Linked DNA regions of Mus musculus: region 2 is linked to region 1. A link is a contact called in public promoter capture Hi-C data. All regions are on one chromosome and are shown on one strand. Each heading gives the region's core, a stretch centred on a gene start, on an enhancer-like site or on the middle of the called end of the contact. The rest is flanking DNA. Distances are from core to core; before and after follow the strand shown.

Evidence for each region. Promoter capture Hi-C pulls out the DNA fragments that hold promoters and counts their contacts.
Region 2: a promoter capture Hi-C map of hippocampal neurons shows a contact between it and region 1, with 2.4 times the contacts expected there. The contact joins the promoter of Stk24 here to the enhancer-like site in region 1. A contact is called at or near these places in 7 of 39 promoter capture datasets (the 3T3-L1 cell line, cranial neural crest, embryonic stem cells and 3 more), 3 of 115 datasets of contacts at active chromatin or transcription factors (all in embryonic stem cells) and 1 of 9 other capture datasets (embryonic stem cells).

Annotation. Positions count from the first base shown.
Region 1 is chr14:120,957,528-120,965,353 of GRCm38.p6, reverse strand. No RefSeq gene overlaps it. Among named protein-coding and RNA genes, the nearest start is that of Ipo5, 50 kb to the right of the region's middle. Within about 2 kb of position 4,158, at least 25 of the 459 cell types and tissues checked have an H3K27ac peak or open chromatin away from gene starts, as enhancers often do. A contact at or near this core is called in hippocampal neurons, where this site is marked.
Region 2 is chr14:121,374,399-121,382,213 of GRCm38.p6, reverse strand. Stk24 (serine/threonine kinase 24) reads left to right here and starts at 2,984. Exons shown (of 11, transcript NM_145465.2): 1 at 2,984-3,316. The coding sequence starts at 3,275.

The DNA.
Region 1 (7,826 bases), core at 2,909-5,408:
TTCCCAGGATTTGAGCTCATTCAATCTTACCATTCTTACGCCTGTCTGGTAACAAGGTCCCACATGCCCTACAAATAACCATGACATGGAAATATGAATTCAGATTACCTCAGATCCCATGTTCCAATCTGCTAACAACTTTTATAAGTTGTATGGTAATAAAACAAGACAACACCTTAAATCTAGACACTTTCAAATACATTGATGGAAGTGTCAGGTGGGTGGGACACAGAAAGTATGGGTGCTGTCTGATGGCTTTTTTTAGCTTTTTGTTTGGTGGTACTAGCTGTCTGCACATTCCTTTTTTTTTTTTTTTTTTTTTTTTTTTTCCTTTTTGGTTTTTGGTTTTTGATTTTGGGTTTTTCGAGACAGGGTTTCTCTGTGTAGCCCTGGCTGTCTTGGAACTCACTCTGTAGACCAGGCTGGCCTCAAACTCAGAAATCTGCCTGCCTCTGCCTCCCAAGTGCTGGGATGAAAGGCATGCACCACCACTGCCTGGCTTGTCTGCACATTCCTAATGGTCTCAAATATGGTAGCTCACACACAGAGGATGGCAATACATGGCTGTTAAGAGAGCTGAAGAAGTCCCGAGACAAATTGGCTGTTGACTTGCAACATTTCAAATGGTTTGCAACCCCTGGGATCCGATTAGCAGTCAGCAGGCTCAGTAGGAGCAGTGGCTCTTCTTTCTGGGAACCCACTGCTCACTGTGTAGCTGAGGATGACTGTGAACTCTGGATGACCTGCTACTATGTCTCAAGTGCTGGGACTACAGGCATATAACACCACAGCCAGCTATAAAGCTATTTGTTAATTCTACCTCAAACATTTTAAATTTAATTTTGAATTATGTGTATGTATGTGTGTGCCCCTGTGTGTGTGTGTGTGTGTGTGTGTGCGTGTGTGTGTGTGAATGTTTGTAAGTGGATGTAGGTGCCCTTGGAGGCCAGAAAAGGGTGTTAGATCCTCTGGATCTAGAGGTACAGGCCATCATGAGCCACCTAGTGTGGGACCAAACTGGGTCCTCTGCAAGAGCAGTGCACACTTTTAACCTCTAAGCCATCTCTCCGGCATTTCATTCTAAGTTTGCCCTGGCAAAGTTTGAGCGCTGAGGGCTCTGGCTTGTGGTAGAGTCCTTTCCTAGCATATGTGAGGCCCTGGGGTCTAGCTCCAGGCTGGCAAAAAGGAAACAAAGTATTGTTTGGTGGTAAGTTTTTATTGTTCCTTTGTTTATTTGATACAACTCACTCTGAGAGCAATGTCCAGAGATTTCGTCTTGGGTACTTGGCGTGTGTTCATTTCCAGCTTGTAATTAGCTGGGCTTCCCATTGGTCACTGTCTACTTTGCTCTACCTCTTACCCCTTCCTTCCTTCCTTCCTTCCTTCCTTCCTTCCTTCCTTCCTTCCTTCCTTCCTTCCTTCTCTCTCTCTCTCTCTTTCTCTCTCTCTCTTTCTTTCTTGTTTTTGGTTTTTGTTTTTTGTTTTTCGAGACAGGGTTTCTCTGTGTAGCCCTGGCTGTCCTGGAACTCACTCTGTAGACCAGGCTGGCCTCGAACTCAGAAATCCGCCTGTCTCTGCTTCCCAAGTGCTGGGATTTAAGGCCTGGCCCCCTATCTTTTTTACTCTTGAACACATATTCATTTGAATTTGCCTCTGTCTTTTCTTTCAGTGTGTCTTTGTATTTGGAGGGCAGGCACCTTTTGAGACTCTTCTTTATCCAAGGAGAATGTATAACATTCTTGTAGTGCTGGAGCTCAACATCCTGTAGGATTTTATCTGGTCCAGATGTTCTTTGTTGTGACTGTGATGTCACCTGACTGACCTTTTGTAGTGTTGCTGGTTGTTTGTGTACTACTGTGCTGCCTGCTGTAGAACTCACCTGGCCTTAGACAGACAGACAGACAGACTCACACATACACACACACACACACACTCACACACACACAGACATATACACAGAGAGACATACACACACACACTCACACACACACACACAGACATATACACACACAGAGACATATACACAGACACACAGACACAGACACACACACAGATATATACACACAGGCACACACAAACATAAACATACACTCATACAGACATATACATATAGACACACACACAGACACACATACATACATAGACATATACTCACAGACATACAAGCATATACATACACAGAGAGAAACACACATTCACACACAGATACAGACACATACATACATATATATTAACATACACATTCATATACTTACATACACACATATACTCAGAGAGAACCAAACATTCATACACACTTTACACATACACACAGATACACACACACATACACACAGAAACACACACATTCACAACATATATATCCACACACAGAGAGATGTACACACACGCATACATATATACATACACACAGGCGTGCACTACCACGCCCAGCTTCCCACGGAACATCTTAATGATCCTGGAGGACTGAGAAGGACCGAGGATGAAGCCAGTGCCACCCACCCCTGCCCCAGCACACACCGCCATCTTGTTTCTTTTCCAATCCAAGACAACTCCACCCACTCTAAAGCCTGCAGTCTGTTATTTCTGGTCTTATCTCCCACCCTAGGCACATTTCTCCAAAAGCAATTCATTGAGTTTATTCCCCTCCATCTCGATGTATTTGCATAACTAAATTTCAGATGATCCAAAAGGGCTTTTTTTTTTCTCTCTCTCTCTGGGTGAGATTAAGAAAAAATACTTGCCGGGCGTGGTGGCGCACCCGTTTATCCCAGCACTCGGGAGGCAGAGGCAGGCAGATTTCTGAGTTCGAGGCCAGCCTGGTCTACAGAGTGAGTTCCAGGACAGCCAGGGCTACACAGAGAAACCCTGTCTCGAAAAACCAAAAAGGAAGAAAAAAAAAAAAAAAAAAAAAAAGACTTGTCCTGGGAGACTAAGGTCTTGCTTCTCAGAATGGTTGTGGAGCAGCAGGGCCCGGGTCCCACCTGGAGAACCGCTCCGGAGCCTGCGCTTGAACAGTTGCTGCGCAACGAGCTGAAGACCAGGTGGTTTAAGGAGCTCCTCTGGGGCCAAGGCGCCTCTTCTCCGGGACTTCTCCAGCATGCGCCAAAGCGCCTGGATTATGCAGCTTTGGGTGGAACTGTACCAACTGAGCTACACTCCTAGCCCTTCCGTTTTTTTATGTGTGAATTTTAAAAATCAGTTTGAAGTTCCCTTGGAGGGACGGTTGCCTCATTGTGTTCTACCGCACTGCGCTAAATCTTTCATAGGATTCCTTTGCAATCGGTTTCATTTTTCTTTTGAATTTCATTGTATCTCATGGTCTCCGCTAAGACAAAAGATAATAATTTGTACTATCGAACTTCCCCATTAGTCATCCTGGGAGATTTATCTTTCCTTTGAGTCTTTCAAAATGCAAATTAAATTGTCCATTTTTAATGATCCCTGATAGGAATGCTTTTTAATGGTAACCCCTTCCTAGTCTTATGGATTTTTAAATGATGCTTTTTGTTTTTTTAACTTTTAGAGCCAAGCATCTTGACAGGGTGATAACCTGGGCTGGTAACACTTGCTCGAAATTACTGTGCAAACATCTTCCCTGGTTTTGGGTTGTAGAATGGAGGCTTGCTGTTCACCACATCTCTGACAGCTTTCATAAACTTAAGAAGCCAGTGGACAAGCCGAGGCTGCTGAGAGGCTCCTGTTAGGCTCAGCTCTGGCACTGGGTCTCAAGGACTTCTCCCTCCTGGTCCAGGATTCCAGAGACAGCCCAAAGCTCAGAGTTCATCGTCAAAGCCCGCTCTACTGTTAGGAGCAGCCACAGTGAGATGAAGAACGTGGTGCGGGCATCCTGGCTGATAAACCTCAGAGGAACAAGCTTGCAGGTTTCGGGCAACCTCAGACAGTGTTAGCTGGAAGGGATTTGAATGAGCAAATGAGCAAAATGGCTTCCTTGTTTCCCTAACTGTGTGCCGGCCCCCATGAACCTAGCTGTCCACCATTAACATCCTACCTTGGAGGAAACTGAGGAAAACTGATTTCATTGTAATACAGAAGGGAAAAAAAAAGTCTGTTTTATTTGCTTCCAGAAACTGTCTTGGTTACCAGAGCCCGTGGGAGGACAAAGCCTGGCTGCGCAGCTCATTATTTTCAGCCCCAGTTGTCTCCTTGGCTGGAGAGAGCTGCAGTAATGAGCTGAGGCCCTGGGCTCATTCTCGGATGGAGTCCTTAATGCATTACAAAAGTCACCTGACTACAGGGTCCTAAGGATGCACGAGTGTCCCTGGCCCAGGGAGGACCTGATGGAACACTGTGGGATATTGCCACTCACAACTGGAAAAAAACAAAACAAAACAAAACAAAACAATTTAAATGTACAGGACTTACTGATTTGGGGTTGCCAAGGCCCTCCTTTAGATGATGGTCACAATCAGAGGAAATGTGCCCACCCACCCAGTTTTGAGGCAGGACAGAAAGTCGGGGAAAATTAAATGGCTATAGAAGAAAAGGGAGCCCCTCCCCCAGAGTCTATTTGAAGTTCCTCCAGCAGTCAAGAGTTCTAGCTGGGGGCCGGGAGGTGGCTCAGTGGGAAGGCGCTGGTGTGAAGAACGAGGAGCAGAGTGTGCATTCCTCAGCACTCCTGTGAGAAGCTGGGTGTGCCCAAATGTACCTGTCATCCAGCCCTGGGAGACAGACAGACGGGAGAGCCCAGGTTCCGGCAGAGGTCTGTCTCAAAAGTAAGGTGGGGAGTGAGCAAGGAAGATATTCCACTATGATCTGTGGTCTCCACGGGCAGCACGTGCATAGACTTGCACACACACACACACACACACACACACACACACACACACACACACAGACATACACACACACACACACACACACAGACACACACACACACACGAATTCTAGTACAAGAAGCAACACTTGCTGGGAAGAAGGCCTACACAGAGACCATATTCCTGTCATACAGAGGTATTTAAAGCAAGAAAAGCTAAAACAGTAATGCAGCAAGCTTAAGGCCTAAGCATAAATAGCTTATTCCTTTCCCAGATGCAAGCCATTGATTTTCTGGGAAGCTCAAGAAGAAGACTGTAAACTTTGATTTACAGTCAGAATGTGACTTCCTCTGCAGCCCTGACCAGGACCCGAGGTTTTGCCAGGTCAACTGCAATCCAGTGCACAGCAGGGGTCTCCAAGGATCTCCTCTGAGTTGCAACTTCAGGAGTCACCCAGACAATATAGGTGCTGCTGTAAAGACAGCACGTGAGACTCTCTCTGGGGAAGCAGCAGCGGTGCACAGGATACCTGTCCCCCGTCCCCGAGTGCACCCTTCCATAGTCTAGTAAACTCCATATCTGCTTCTGCCTCCACTTCTCTTCCCGTTGCTGTGACGAAACTCTCTGACAAAAGCCACTTAAGGGAGAAAGGGTTTATTTTAGCTCACAGTGCAGGGGTGCAGTCTGCCATGGTGGGGAAGTCAAGGGAGCACGGTGCAGGGGTGCAGTCTGCCATGGTGGGGAAGTCAAGGGAGCACGGTGCAGGGGTGCAGTCTGCCATGGTGGGGAAGTCAAGGGAGCACGGTGCAGGGGTGCAGTCTGCCATGGCGGGGAAGTCAAGGGAGCACGGTGCAGGGGTGCAGTCTGCCATGGTGGGGAAGTCAAGGGAGCACGGTGCAGGGGTGCAGTCTGCCATGGTGGGGAAGTCAAGGCAACATGGACCAGGGGTGCAGTCCGCCATGGCGGGGAAGTCAAGGCAGGAGGAAACTGAAGCAGCTGGTCGCCCATAGTCAGAAGAAAGCAATGGTGTGTGCTGCTGCTGCTCAGCCCCTGCTCTCGCTGTACACAGTTCCAGGTCCTCCATCGAGGTAATGGTCCACCCACGATTAACACCCATCTTCTCACATAAGATAATCCCAGAGGCCTGTCTCCCAGGACATTCTAGACTTTGTCGAGCTGACAGTGAACACCAGATGTTGCAGCTTCACGTAGATTTGTCCCGAAGTTCTGTTTTGTGGTAAAGCCAGGAACCCCAGACTCACCTGTGTAGAGATGTTTGAAAGAACACTCTGTGCGCTGCCAGCAGCAGTGAGTCGCCGTCTCGGCTTCTTACACCACAGACTGCACTGGGGGCTGAAGCCATGGCCTCCCACATGCTACGGAGCCACTCTGTCACTGAGCCATACCCCCAGTCCTCTACTTACTCTTATTTTACCTGTTTTGAGACAGGGTCATATTCTGTAGACCAGGCTAGCCTTGAACCCACTATGTACTCCAGGTTGAACTCAAACTCAGTCTTCCAGCTTTATTCTCCCAAGGGCTGGAATTATAGGTATCAGCCACCATGCCTAGCTCCATCCTCCTCCTCCTCACCACCACCATCATTATCACCATCACCACCATCACCACCACCATCATCATCTAAGTATTATCACCATCACCACCACCATCACCACCACCATCATCACCATCATCTAAACATTATCACCACCCCTGAAGGCAAACTATGTCCCATGGTGAGAGGCTTCTTTGCTCTCTCATGTCCCTTTCATGTCATCTCCCTTTTTATACTGCCTTGAGCAGAGTTATACGCCATGGTCCTTCACCAAGTGTCTCTCTGGCCATGGGGTTGGGAGCATGTGGAATAGGATTCTGCGTGCTGTACTCAGCTGTGCTTCCTAGTTAACTTCCTACTCTGCTCAAACTGTAGCTTGGGGGTTAGTTCATCCAGTGTCTTACTTAAGTTGAGCAGACACCATGAATAAAACAACTCTTATAAGGACAACATTTAACTGGGGTTGGCTTACAGGTTCAGAGGTTCAGTCCATTATCTTCATGGCAGGAACATGGCAGCATCCAGGCAGGCATGCTGCAGGAGGAGCTGAGAGTTCTACATCTTGTTCTGAAGGCTGCCAGGAGAAGACTGGCTTCCAGGCAGCTAGGATGAGGGTCTCAAAGCCCACACCCACAGTGACACACCTACTCCAACAAGGCCACACCTCCCAATAGTGCCACTCCCTTCCTGGGCCAAGCATATACAAACCACACATCTAGCTTCAGCAGGCTGGCCAAACTGATTGGGCCAACAAAGATGGCTGCAGAGTGATATCAGACAACTTCTAGCTCCCCACCTGTATGTGGATACATAACCTCCCCTAACCAAAGAGCTGAGAGTTGCCACCAAAGTGATTGGAAAGAACCATAAAAGGAGGGGCTGGCGAGATGGCTCAGTGAGTAAGAGCACTGAATGCTCTTCCGAAGGTCCTGAGTTCACATCCCAGCAACCAGACAGTGGCTCACAACCACCTGTAATGAGATCTGATGCCCTCTTCTGGTATGTCTGAAGTCAGCTACAGTGTACTTATGTATAATAATAAATAAATCTTTAGGCCAGAGCAAGCAGGGACTGAAGTGACCCGAGTGAGTGGGGCTGACCGGAGCCGCAGATGTCCTAAAAATTCAATCCTCAACAACCGTATGAAGGCTCACAACCATCTGTATAGCTATAGTGGACTCACATATATAAAATAAATAAATAAATCTTACCCCTCTCCTTCACTTTATTTATTAAAGTCCTATAACCTCTGGCTAAAGATTGTAAAGCTGATTTTTGAGTTCATCGCCCATGTCCCATATTCTGTGTATGTGCATCTTTGGATGTGTGCACTTCTGAGAGTGGAGGGAGGCTACAAGGCCATACTGGGCCCCCTCTACAGCCTCTCTCCACTTTATTACCGAGGCAGGGTCTCTCTCTGAACCCGGAGGTTATGGACTGGGTACCAGCCAGCTTTCTGGAGCATCCTCTGCCTCTGCCTCCTGAGCTTTGGC
Region 2 (7,815 bases), core at 1,735-4,234, 420 kb before region 1:
TAATTAGCCATTGGGCAGGATCTGATTCTGCACTTTTGTCCTGTCAATCATCTTTGCTCTGGGAAAACAAGGAAAGGAGGGATCAACTGGCCTAGGAATGTTGGGTAATACCAATAAAGGATGCAGCCGAACCAGTAACTCCTGTGTGACTTCCTCTCTTTCCACAGGCACAGTACTCAACACGGTCTAAGAAGTAAAGTTCACCCAGTGAGGGAACAAGAAGGGTAAGAGGAAGGAGAGAGCTTCAGTCAGCGAGGGAACAAGAAGGGTACGAGGAAGGAGAGAGCCAGCTCCCAAAAGCCAGTCGCGGTGTCCGGATAACTCAGTTCCTGTTGGAAGTGACAAGTTCTGATCCTCATCTGTGTTGGGGTACAAAAGGAGATGTTGTGTTAGGGTATAAAAGGAGATACTGATTAGCTTTGTAAATTATGTCATGTTGCACTTCAGTCTCTGTGGCCTCGATACTGAAAATTAGCTCAACAAAGCCAGTTACAAGTTTTCTGTAGTTTATTGGTCAAAGAACAGTTCTCCAACACTTCTGATTGTCCCCTTTCTCTTCGTCCTCAGTCATGCTATTGGTTTGACTGTGCTGATCCTAAGCACACATTTTAGCATGGTGTCTTCATAGGTGGAGGTTAGCAGAGACTGAAGAAACCATTTTTAAGTCCAGGAATAATAATCACTGCTAAATCCTGGTGTATAGCTGGACTTTTTTTTCTGTGCATAGATGTATAATTCCAGTAGCTTGTGATCAGTCTACCCTTTTTATTTTTTATTTACCTATTTATTATTTTTGGTCTCACCTAGCCCAGATTGGTCTGTATCTCAGTATGTAGGAGAAACTGGCCTTGAACTCCTGATTTTCCTGTTTCTACCTCCTAGTGTTAGGACTTCAGATTACATATTATTGTTTTGTATCCTATATTTTCCTGACACTATGTAATAAAACTATCTTTCTACATTACTGCATTAGTTACATCTCCCTAGCTGCTGTGACAAAGCACCAGGACAAAGGCAGCTTTTATAACAAAGTATCTATTTGGGTGAATTGCTCCAGAGGGTCTAGAGTCAGTGGTGGCAGGGGAGCTTGGCAGGCATGACAGCAGCATAGGAAGTTGATTGCTCAGGTCTTGAACCATAAGCACCAAGCATAGAGAAGAGCACTGGGCAAGGCTTTGAAACATCAAAGCTCACCATCACTCCCACCAGGAATTCTTCCTCCAGCAAGGCTGGGTTGCTTATACCTCCCCAAATAGCACTCACCCACTGGGGAGCAAGTGTTCAGATACATGAGCCTCTGAGGGACATTATCACAATTACTAAACATGACCTACTAAAATATCTTTTCTTCTTTTTTTTTTTTGGGGGGGGGGTCATGTTCTTTAGAAAGTGTCTCCCTGTATAACCCTGGTTGTCCTGGAACTATATAGACCAGGCTGGCCTTGAACTCACAGAGATCTGCCCGCTTCTGCCTCCCAAATGCTGGGGTTAAAGGCTTGTGCCACCACACCTGGTGAAGTAGTAGTAGTAAGAAAGTACTCTTTATGTAATCAGACATTTCCAAGGCTGAAAGTCGCTGCCTCTTGGTAGAGACTCCTGTATTTCTGGTCATTCTTTCATGTTATTCTAGGTAGAATTTGAGGTTGAATAATATATGCCTTTTCAAGATTCATGGTCTTGATCATTTTCCCTTGTATTCATTAAGTACTCCATTTTTTTTTCTTTTCTTTTTAGGTTTCTTCTGCTTAGGGAACACATAAACTCTTGGTTATATGGGTTCATACTTTTAATGTTTTCAGTTTACTCTTTAGAAGTGGCAACGCATCTCAGTCAGGTGACCAGGAGTAATCATGCAAGCCTTCTAATACATCTTAGCATCCTGGAGGTCTCCTAGGCTAGGTTTCCAAAGGGTATTCGGCTTACTTTAACTTCTGATGCAGGACCCAGAGGGAGCCTGTGTTCTTGGAATACAAGGACACCTCAGAGAATAATCTCTTCTCTACCTTAGTCGAGGATTTATGCGTCCTCTATTTCTGAACTCTTGGGGACTCATTTTGTATGGTTAACCTTGCACAGCTGTGGGGCAAAGCGGGCACTCCTGAATGAGGCCTCAGGGTCCCTATGGCGAGAGACACAGCGATTCTGACTCTTAGACCACTTCCTATTTGCCACTTGTAAATAAAGTACTTCCTGGAACCGCATGGATTCACTCCATCCTTCCTTGTTTGCTGCAGAAGCGGCAGCTTAGGAGGAGGGCAGAGCTGGTGCCCAGAGAGGGCCTACGGCCTTAGGAGCAGTGAAGCGAGGGGAGGGCTGGGTAAGAGTCGGGACGCGGTTTCCTTCTATTGTCTTCCCTTCCTCCAGCACCCCTCCGCACCCCACTTTTCCCTTCTTGTGCGCAGCGCAGAGATGGCGGGGCCCAGCCCTTCCTCTGTCCAGCTAAGTTTCCACAGCCGGCGGCCCAGGCGAGGCTGAGTTCAGTACCCAAGGCAGTGCACACAAACCGCCCTCTCTACCCTTGGGGTTTCTTCCTTGATCTGGCTGGAAACTTCGTACAGTGAGGACGCTCCGGCCGGGGCTTTTGGAATAGGCCCCAGGCTAGGCCCCTCTGGGGACACCCCGAGTGCAGACTCTGGCCTCTGGAGGGCCAGGGCGGGTGGAGAGGGAAGGGTAGGAGTGGGCGGTGCTCTTCGCTCCCCCAAACTCAGCTCTCTTCCGCGCGCGAGGCCCACCCCGCGGTTCCGAAGGACCCCGGCGCACAGCACCCGAGAGCGCCCGCCTGCCCGCCGGGCCCCGGGGACCCCGCCTGCGCGCCCGCAGGGAGGCGCGACTGCGGCCTAGGGCGCCCGGCGGCTCCTCCCCTCCCCCTCCCCCTCCCGGAAGCGCGGGGCGGGGTCCCCGGCCGGGCCGCGGGGGCGGGCGCGGGGGCCGGGCCGGGGCGGGGCGCGGCGGACTGTGCGCGCCCACTCGGCTCCAGGCGGCCAGCGCTCGCGGGCCCAGGCCGCCCGGCTCGACCTGAGCACCGCGGCGGCGCAGCGACGGGATCCCTGGAGAAGCAGCCGCAGTCTCGAGACGTCCCCCGCGCCCCCCACTGCCCGCCCCAGGCTCAGTGTATGGGGCCGCGGCCCGCCAACCTTCGTTGAGACCGTCCCCGGGGTGCGGTGGCCTCGGGCTCCAGAGCCCGCCCCGCCACCCGAGGGCTGCGCGCGGCCCCGGGCCTGCTCGCCGCGCGGCTCCGCGCGTCCCGGGCCAGGAAGTGGCGGCGCCGAGCGCCATGGCCCACTCCCCGGTGCAGTCGGGCCTGCCGGGCATGCAGGTAGGTTGGGGTGGCCCGGTCGGGCTGCGGCCAGGGCGGAAGCGGGCAACTTGGCGGTGTCAACACGCCCCCCCTCCCCCCAACCAGCCGGGCCCGCTTCTCCGGGATCTTCGCCGACTCGGGCGGCGGGGATCTCGGGTGTATGCACGTGGAGGGGCTTTGGGGTCTGCGGCCTGGGGCCGAGGTGGGGTGCAGGAGCTTTGCGCTCCCCAAGTCCGACGCGCAGGCCGAGCGCCCATCCCGGGCAGGAGTCTGAACTAGTGTCCTTGGAGGCCCCGCTTTGGTGCCTGGGCCCTATGTGGGCCTGGGACAGGGATAGCGGCACTCTGGGGTCCGTCCTCAGTTAGCAAAAGTCCCTCCCCAGACCCCTCAAGCGGGAGACCCGAGCGCAGGGCGGGAGCGCGCCCCGGCTGGTCACAGTCCGGGCGGGCCGCAGGGCGGGGTGCAGGAAGATGTAACCTCGCATCGGAGCCTGTAGTTCTGGTGCGGAAAGTGCGAGGTTGCAAACTCGGGAGGCGGAACCCACACCTCCGCGAGCGCCCTGGTGTGCAGAGCCCAGGTTCATCCCTCGGGTGCCAGGACTCCGCTGCTGGACTTTCACTTTGAGACCGGTTGGCATCCAGAGGAACTGTGTGCTAGCGGGCTTCTTGGTGCACACTTTGTATCTTCTTAGCCTGCCAGTGACTTTTTCTTCGGAGGGGAAGGGGGCGGTGAGGGGACGGAGTTGAATTTCAAGTTTATATGGATGCACGAACTTTTTTTTTGCTATTGAGGATGGTTTTCTGCACTTTGAAAAACAATCACTTGTCTGTTCAAACTTGTAAAGTTTGTGAGCGTATATAATAAATACAGACATAATGATTGCGATTAAGATAGCAAGACCAGTCAAAGTTTTGCTTTCCCAAGGAAGTGAACGGAAGAGTTTTGCTTAAAAAAAAACAAACAAAAATCAACAACAACAAAAAAAAAACAAAACACCTCAGAATATCCAAGGTTATCAGTTTATAGATGCAGCAGGCGCCTTCTCTCTGGCTTCAGGGTTGAGCCGCATGGACCTTGCTTGCCTCTTACTGCTTCTGCCACTTCTGAAAATAGTTCCTATCCCTCTTTTCTTCTTCTTTTTTCTTTCCATACCACGTAAGGAAAATGGTTTTCTTGGCCCCGGTTTTGAACTCTGGAAAAATAGGAATTCAAAGTTACCACTTCAGTGGCCACTAGAACTTGAGTCATTTTTAAGGGATAATAAAGTTGGAATTGAGAAGTGTCACTGGAAAAGTGCTCTCAAAGTATTCCTGAGTCTCACCTTGCCTGCGTTCTAAAACTTGATGGTGCTGGCCGCTAGTTGAAAGTCACCCCAGGCCTCCTGCAACTCTTGCCTTGGTTTGACTTCAGAGACAAGACATCAGGGTCAACTGGGTGACAGTTTCTTACCTGTGGCCAGAAGGACCTCGTGGCACATTTCTTCACGTTTTCTTCATTCTGGCTGCTATAGTGATTTACCTGGCTCCACCCTGAAGCCTCTTCACTAGCCCCAACCTTTGTAAAAGAAAGTGTTTGAAAAGATACTTAATGTGGCAGTGTGTGGGGTCAGTACCAAGTGGTTCCCAGCTGGATTCTGCTTCTGTTTGTTTTAAAGAATGGGCCAAAAAATCTTCATTTTGGGAAAAAGAAAAATTCAATAACTTTACCCAAAAAGTGTATTTCATACGTGTTCTTGAAAGGAAGATGTTTTAATTTTGCTTTTTGGTGTGAAGACGATAACCTTTTTTTACTAGTATTAATTTTTTTTGTCTGTTCTGGTTCCTCAGAGGAGGAAAAGTGGCTTCCCACAGTCGTACCCGCCCCTGTGTATGTCTTCAAACCATATGATACATTTTTGGTGTATTATTGGAGACTGTTCCTTCCTTCCCTTCCCTCCAGAAAAGAAAAACCAGCGCGTTTATTTTCAACTTGGAGTCAGGAGCTGCAGCTCCCTGGGAGCTGTTTTGAGGATTACATGAAAGGCAGATCTGGCCTTGACTCTTTCTAGGGTAAAACTGGAGAGGAAGAGAGAGGCATTCCCTATTGCTGCTGTGCTTATGAACTCCCTGTCCGTCCTGGCTCGGGTTTAGGAGGAACTGGGTTAGTTTGACAAGTCGGGTGTGGTAGTGGCTGTCTTCAATCCCAACGCTCAGGAGGTGGAGGCCTCCTGGATCTCTGTCAGTTCAAGGCCAGCCTGGGTTATCTTAGAGAGTTCAAGGCCAGCCTGGGTTATCTTAGAGAGTTCTAGGCCAGCCAAGGTTAATGCTGAGACACTGTCTCAGAAGAAGTGCACAAAGTTTGGCAAGGCAGAAGTGCAGATTCAGACAGCCCGAGGGAAAAAAAAGCAGAATTCAGGAATGCTTTAGAATAAAGACTTTATGGCCTGTAATCACTTTATATCTGTTGACTATTACTGGTACTGATGAAGAGAAGATACCGTTTTATAGCTTTGTGAATGAGAGAGTATTTGAACGGACCAAGGTAAGGTAGCATTTTAGATGACATACAGTGATTAGAACCCAGGTCTTCGCCCTGCCTTTGCAAATAATATATATCATTTTGTTTTAGATTGTGTTTGCTGAAGAAAGAAATATAAGATGAATGATTTTTTCACTCAGTGGCTGTGATTGATTGACGACTCTAATGATCTTTGGTGAGGAGTTGAAGGCTGTATACCTGACTGTTTTGATGAGGTTTTCTAAGGATTTTCTTTCCTCTTTGGGTTATTTTGTAGTCTGTGAGAGAACTAGAAAGTAAGACCCGGCCAGGTGCCTTTAGTCCCAGGACACAGAGCCAGGCAGATCTCGGAGTTCGAGGATAGCCTGGTTGGTCTTTGGAGTGTAGCTGTCTTGAAAAAACACGTTCTGAGCTGACTGCAGTAGATGAGTGTGGCTGTTATGTCCTTCCTGCCTTCTTCAGGAACATTCACTGTTTTGCCATGTTGGTTCCAGTGAAAAAAGTTTAGTTGGAGGTGGGAGGGACCTATCTAGTGCTTTGAATTTCCATTAAATCATGGAGCAAAAGAATTAGCTTTATGCAAGCCAGGCAAGCGGTGGCTCAGATCTTAATCCCAGCACTAGGGAGGCAGAGGCAGGTGGATCTCTGAGTTCGAGGCTAGCCTGGTCTACACAGCTAGTTCTAGGATGGTTAGGTAAGTTATACAAAGAAACCCTGTTTGGGGTTGAGGGATCTAAAAGAATTAGCTTTTTGCTTATAAAATTCTTTGGTATAAAAGTATGTTGTGTGCACATGTGTATGTAGCATGTGATACAGGTATATAGGAGTCCTGGGAGGTTGGAAGAAGAGCTACAGGAACCAAACTCCAGCCCTCTGCAGCAGTCTACCTCTGCAGGCTGCACATTTCTGTCACAGAATTCTGCTAGCCGTTTTTAAAGCCTTTCTGGGCTGTGACCCTTGTAAGACAGAGACTTGGCATCAGGACCAGAAATTAAAGCTTCAGAGTGTAGCACTGTTTCTTGCTCCTTGTAAGTCACTACTGCAGTAGTGGGGGTTGGGGGTGGGGGGGGAGAAGCTGATTGTAACATTGAATTGATTCCACAGCCCACTGGTTCATGTGGCTCCAAGTTCATGGCTCCAAGTTTAAAATACACGAAGTTAGATAAGTCACATATGTAAGAAGGCTGGAGTTAATTCAGCATGTCTCGAGGCTTTGAATTTAAGAGACCCTCGTGTTTGCAAGTATAGATGATTTAAAGGTGTAACGAAGAAAACTTAGATTTTGCTTGCTGATGTTTTTATATCCTGGTTTCATTCCCTTTGTTCAGCTCCTAGGCTGCAAGCCCTAGCTGTGAGGGGGCTTGTGTGCAGGGTAGCCAGGAAGATGCTCACTAGCACATTTCTAGCTGCCCACCCCTCTGTGAGACTCAATGCCCATAGGCCGTTGTGTACAGTCTAGTCGCCCTCTTCCCTGCTTCGTTGGGACATACCTGCTCTTGTTGCCCTGTTTGGAACTGTACCCTGGGGGGTGGTTTGGTGTCTGAGTGGCCTTTCAGCAAAGTTGTGAGGTCTAGGTTTCAAGACCATCTCAGGTGAGGCTGAACGCGGATGGAGGTTTAGCATCTTCTGGTCCTGATGTAGACAGAGTCTTCAGAGGATGATATCAAGATATAGGTCCCTGGCCTCAAGTGGTCAGGAGCCCTTGCAGGGCAGGCCCTGAGAAGGTTCTGGTAACTGGGGCCCAGGAGACCAGGTGCATGTTTGGAAAGCACCAAGTTTCTGTAGGATGGAGAGGTGGGGTGTCTACGGGCCTGCTGGGTGGGGCTGAGGCCTGGAGACTGGGTTGGGTATTTTGTTCTTTGAGGTGTCTGTGTTCTCAGACATAGGTGATCTGGGAAGTGGGTTCTGGGTGTCCACTAGAAGTTATCAGAGTATTTGAGCAGAAGATGCCGGGGTAGGGAATACTGGGGGCTCAAATGTTCCTGGATAGCTAAGAGAGCCCTGTAGAATTTTTACAGAGC